Regions from separate parts of the Mus musculus genome. Here region 2 is linked to region 1. Evidence: chromatin contacts called from public Hi-C data. All regions are on one chromosome and are shown on one strand. The core of a region is the stretch at or near the end of the contact, and the rest is flanking DNA. Distances in the headings are between cores, read along the strand shown.

Region 1 (2,816 bases), core at 312-2,811:
CTTGCTGTGAGGTGTTTCATAGAAGAATGGATTGTATTTAAGATGAATTTCCAGGTTGACTGTGCATCCTTTTCAGTATTGGAGAAAGGAGATCTCCAAATGGTTGAAACTGAGGTTCTACTATAGTATTTATGAGGACCGTGGCTGTGCGTTAGTCATCGTTGTCTTGCACAGTCTGATACAGGCCCTTCCATACAGTGTGTTATAGTTATCCACTGGACAAACAAGATGCATAAGAAGGAAAACATTCCGAATCAAATTCCGTGCATTATTTGCTGACGACCCAAACGTCTTCCGGATACTATGGGTTGTTTGTGTGGAGGCTGACTTGCGGATACGGATTCTATTTCTAAACAAAGCACTTTTGTCTACAAGCTCTTTGGCCAGGTGAGTTTGTTGTTAGAAACGAGAGGAAATTGATGGTAGTCGAACAGTGGCAGATATGGGTGGTTGAGCTAACCGTGGTAAACTGTTATCTCACTGTGCGTTTGACTCCTTGGATTTAAGTCGGTCTGCTCTGGGCAATCAGGAAGCAAACGTGCAAGCAAGATCTGTTGTCAAAAATTGTGTCCAAAACTTGGAAGTGTCATTGCAGAATTAGATAGGGCACATATTTAGAAAACCTCCTCTTCTCCTTTACAGCATACCAATGTAGTTTGGTATTTAGTTTTTGGGCTGCTTTAACCAGCTCATGAACATTTGAGAAATACATTGTACAAACAGGAAAGCTAACAGACATTATTCAGGGAGACAAGAAATATTTATTACCAAGATCTTTAAGTGGTGTTTACTAGAGAGCATTTAACGCCACCCCAAGTTATCTAAACAGCTTTTAATGGCTAGTGTACAGGGGTCTGTATCTAAAGTCAGTTTATGGAGACTACGGTGTAAATTGCACTCATCTGCTAACTGGGAGTGGCTTTGGAACCAATCGGTGGAATGTGTTACTCATCTGGAACGGTATCTGTTCAGGCTTCATGGGAGCAGAAAGGGACCCAAGTTGGGGCTCAGGAGTCTACAGGGGACAAACGTGCTCATGATTCTTTTAGAGAAATGGAAAACCACGTCTTGTTTCTGTTTCAGGCAAAGTCCTGCTATGAAGCCCAGTCTAGCCTTGAACTAAGTCCCTCATGACAAAATATTTCTGGAGAAGCCCTTTTCGGGATTCTCTGTTAAATTATCTTTTACACAACAGAAATCGAACTCTTGGGGCTATTTAAATAGAAGCTGGCATGGTTTCCTGGGATAAGCAAAAAGTCAACATTTCACTAGAGTCGTCCCATGGAGTGACCCTCCCAAGCCACTTTATTTCCGCCTCTTGGGGGAGTAGGAAATCCTCCAAAGGTGTGCCACTGTGGCTCCTAGAGCCTGAAGCAAGTCCCGCGGGGTCGCAGCCCTCCGACGGGGATCCAGTCGCCAGGTCCCCGCCCCTCGCCTCTGCTCAGGCTTCGGTGGCGCAGGGCGGAGCCGCAGGTTGGGGAGGGCGGCCCCAGGCGTCGGTGACACGCGGGGGGGAGGGCGGGGGAGGCGAGGCAGCCGCACCTCGCCCTGGGAAGAAGCCGACCAGGTGTGGCCTGGGCGCCGGGTGCCAGCGGGGAGGAGACTCGCACCGCCTCGACCAACACCAACACCCAGGCGCGACCCAGCTCCTCTGAGCCCTCGCTGCCCTCCGAGCCACAGCTCCACTCCGGTTCCCGCGCCTAGCCAGTCGCCGTCCCCGTCTCCGCCCTGCTGGAGCGCTGAGCCCTCGCCAGTCCTCCGCGTTCCGCGCTCCTCTCCCGGAGTCCCTCGCGTGCTCCGAGGCGACGCCTCGCGTATGCCGCGGCGCTGAGCGGCTCTCTTGAGTGACCGCAGACATGAGCTGCAACGGCGGCTCCCACCCGCGGATCAACACGCTGGGTCGCATGACCCGCGCGGAGTCCGGCCCGGACCTGCGCTACGAGATGACCTACAGCGGTGGCGGCGGCGGGGGCGGCGGGGGCGGCGGCGGGGGCACCAGCAGGACGTTCTACTCCCACTCCCGGCGCTGCACCGTCAACGACCAGAACTCCGACGGCTACTGGTGGGTATCAGCCCGCCGCCACCTAGCTCAGTCCCAAATCTTGGGTCAGGTAGTGGCCCGCCTCCTGGGCCAACCAGGAAACCCAGGTCTAGGCCGAGGAAAGTGCTTTGCCCCGGGTCACGGAAGCGCAGGAACGGGTGTCCCTACGCCCAGCGCTAGCCAGTGAGAACAGGGAGCTTGGGTGTGTGCTGGGACCCAGGCGACAGTCCTACCGTGAGCCTACGCAGGGTCCCACGGTCCTCACCTCTCTTCTATCCTAGAAGCGGCTCTTTTCCACCTCCACTGTGTAGGGGAGCAATGGACGGCAGGGACGCAGGTCTCTCCTTGGTCGTACCCTCTTCCTCCCCACCCCCGGTTGTCCCTTGCAAAGTGGACCCAGCTGTGATTGCCTTTGTTCCAGACCGCAGGTGGGAGGTCGGGCTAGGCGGAGCTGCGGCCCCAAAACCCAGCTTTCAAACTAACGAAAAATAAAACTTGTGAAGGGGTGGAGTTCCCTTTGCTGCCCGGTGGCCTCGGAGGGACTCAGGACTTGCAACTCATGGTCACCCCAGGGCGACGGCGGCGGAGGCCCTTAGGTTATTGGCCACCCGAGGGTATCTGCATGGAAGTTACACCCTCCACGGAGCCTGAAAGTCCCCTGTCACGCAAATGGGTTCCTTTGTAGGGATAGCCTCTGGGCACGGGCTGCAAACTTGGTCTGTTCCGCTCGCTCCCCTTTCCCCACTCTGGCCACTTGGTCACCGGGATCGCACCG
Region 2 (2,778 bases), core at 151-2,650, 2.6 Mb after region 1:
ACTGAATAAAAAATACTGCCAAGAACAAAAATACGCCTGGGTAAAGACAGCCACTGAATAAAAAAAAAAATCGACATAAAGCGTATCAAATATTTATTTATCTGGGCAACAAAGGACTATGATACATTGACAGGCATAGAGGCTCCTGCCAGAGCAACTCAACACAGTGCAGCTAGGACTGCTTCCAATGTGGCCAGCGAAGACAAGGAAGCCCAGGTGGTCCCAAATGTTTAAAGATGAACAAAGAGAGGCAGAGAGAGAGAGACAGAGAAAGAGAGAGAGAAAGGCAGAGAGAGAGAGAGAGAGAGAGAGAGAAGAGAAGAGAAGAGAAGAGAAGAGAAGAGAAGAGAAGAGAAGAGAAGAGAAGAGAAATCCCTAACCCTTGGTTTAAAGACAATATTCATTTATTGCTCGAAGGATGCTTTTAAGGGAGGACAGTGAACTCAAATAAACTTTATTTTTCTCCCCATGATACCATAGAAGGATTATCAAATCACTCCAGTTTAAGAAATTTTTTTCCAATCTCCCAATATCACTGATTTTTTTCCTGTCAGTTCAATGAAAAGCTAAATGTAATACTAATTATATATAAATTTTTATTTTACCTTAAAAATGTTTTTGTTCAGCTGTTTCATTATAATCGTTTAACATGCTACCACGGGGCTAAATCCATGAATTGGAGAAAAGGGGTGGGGAGGGGGAGTCTTACCCAAACCTTGGATTTCTAAGTAAAACCACATGAAGAACTAACAGGGAGGATCCAAAGCCCACTAAACAGGAGGTAAACGAGATCACCAGATAAATAAAAAAAGGTTTAAAACAGACTCACCATATTTACAAATCCCATTAAATTACACATAAATAAATATATACAGAGACGTGAACACTGATTCCCTTATAGAATTGTGGATTGTGTCATCAGAGGAAGTTCAAGTGGGTGGTTGTACCTTGCAGAAGACAACTTCTACAACTGAAGACAGGACATAGAACTTCTGTATTTGTGTTCAAGTTTATTCACAATACTGATAAAAAATGTCATTATCCTCTTTGCCTTTTTTTTTAAAAGTATGGCTACAATCTGAAGTACGCAAGGGAAGGCGATGAGTTAGTCCCATGAAGCTCATATACTTTTTAAATTTTTTAACGTCCTTTTTAAAAAAAAAAAGTTTTAATGTTTGTTGTCGATTTGATTAAAAAAAAAAAAGGTTCACAAACGCGACAGAACTTTTCTTTGCTGGCTTCACGACCTGTTCTGTTCTCTTAGGCTCCACACGAGGGTAAAGGGGGTGTTGGTACTGATGGGGAAGTTGAGGCAAGGCGCTGAGTAGGCAGCGGCTGCCCCACTGGCAGTCGAGAGAGCAATCCGGAGGACTCCGGGGACGAAGGGCGGCGCGGCAACGCAGAGTAGCAGCAGCAGTAGGAGTGGCTGGTCCCGGAGCTGTCACCTGCCGGGTGGGGGAGGGGCGAGTGGGGGGACGCGGGCCGGTGAGGCGGGCGGGGGCGGGGCGGGAGGAGAGCCTCACTTTCTGTGTTTCTCTTCTTTGTCACTGCTTTTGGCGCTGTTGTCCGTGTGGCTGTTGGGGTTGTTGCTGAGGTACATTTTGTCCATGGCCTTGAGGGCCTCGGTGAGATAGTTCTGCAGGGCCGTAACCGCTGCACACACCGCCGGGCTGCCGAAGCCATGGGAGATGAGGTTGAAGTGGGTCAAGCAACTCTGGATGCCAGGCTCCAGGATAGGATTGGGCCGCGAGTTCCCCAGGGGAGATCGGTCCTGAGCCAGCAGGTCAGTGAACTCTTTGCAGATCTGTCTGCAGTGGAACAGAGACAGAAGTGAAAGCTCCCATCAGGCCTTAGTGGTAGTGAGAAACCATCGCTCCCTGAAGTTACCTCAGCCATCCAGCCCACCTTCCCCCACTCAGGACTCAAGGCCAGTCACTCAGAATAACAAAGCCTGTCACTTCTAAACCAACACTCCTCCCTTAAATGAATACCCTTCCTACTTCAAAAAGACCTCCCCTTCTCTCCCCACCTCCAACCCTCAGCCCTGACAAACTTCTGCCTACACCTTTCTCACAGCAAACACCCTGAACACAGGAAAGCATTTCACAGGCAAAGAAAAGTTACACCGGAAGTGAAAAACACAAGTATCCCTCTTCAGTATTCTAGAAATGCCAGGCTTGTTCTTCAAAATATCACCAGAGCCTGCTCCCCACATCCCTAAAGGAACCACAATAAAAGCTGGTGGAATGGGGTCTCCTCTCATTCACCTTCAAACCAGATGAGACTTGAATTTAGGCAGAAAGGCAAACTTTGCTTTTTCAAAACAACAGCAGGCCCCGGGGAGAGAACTCACACTTGACCACACCACACACACACACACACACACACACACACACACACACACACAAGGATCTGCCTTTGGATGCTCAGAATTTATGTAAGAATCTAGCTTGGAGGCTTATGTCTTTAACCCCAGCGCTGGATCAGAGAGATAGTGGGATCTCTCTGATTTGCTGGGCAGCCATTTTAGTCCAAATAGTGAGCTCTGGGGTCAGTGACAGACTGTCTCTAAGACTAAAGTGGGGAGCCATAGAGAGAGCTACCTCAGCACACAGGAAGTTTGTCTGGTCCTGGAAGCCAGCAGTAGCAGAGGCCTTCCTGAGGTTGCTACAGCCCATGGAGGGAGGGTGTGTGTGTGTGTGTGTGTGTGTGTGTGTGTGTGTGTGTGTGTGTGTGTATAAGCCTATCACTAGGCCAGAAACTGTCCCACACAAGGCC

What was found. A called contact is a pair of places that touch in the nucleus more often than the background predicts.
Region 2: a Hi-C map of embryonic stem cells shows a contact between it and region 1, with 6 times the contacts expected there. The contact joins the enhancer-like site here to the promoter of Dsp in region 1. A contact is called at or near these places in 4 of 39 promoter capture datasets (cranial neural crest, hippocampal neurons, maxillary cranial neural crest and 1 more), 2 of 484 Hi-C or Micro-C datasets (differentiating embryonic stem cells and embryonic stem cells) and 5 of 115 datasets of contacts at active chromatin or transcription factors (astrocytes, embryonic forebrain and embryonic stem cells).

The regions. Positions count from the first base shown.
Region 1 is chr13:38,149,733-38,152,548 of GRCm38.p6, forward strand. Dsp (desmoplakin) reads left to right here and starts at 1,562. Exons shown (of 24, transcript NM_023842.2): 1 at 1,562-2,062. The coding sequence starts at 1,857.
Region 2 is chr13:40,715,596-40,718,373 of GRCm38.p6, forward strand. It overlaps Tfap2a (transcription factor AP-2, alpha), which reads right to left. Exons shown (of 7, transcript NM_011547.5): 7 at 1-1,808. The coding sequence ends at 1,520. Among named protein-coding and RNA genes, the nearest start is that of Gm26688, 11 kb to the right of the region's middle. Within about 2 kb of position 1,401, at least 10 of the 459 cell types and tissues checked have an H3K27ac peak or open chromatin away from gene starts, as enhancers often do. A contact at or near this core is called in differentiating embryonic stem cells and embryonic stem cells, where this site is marked.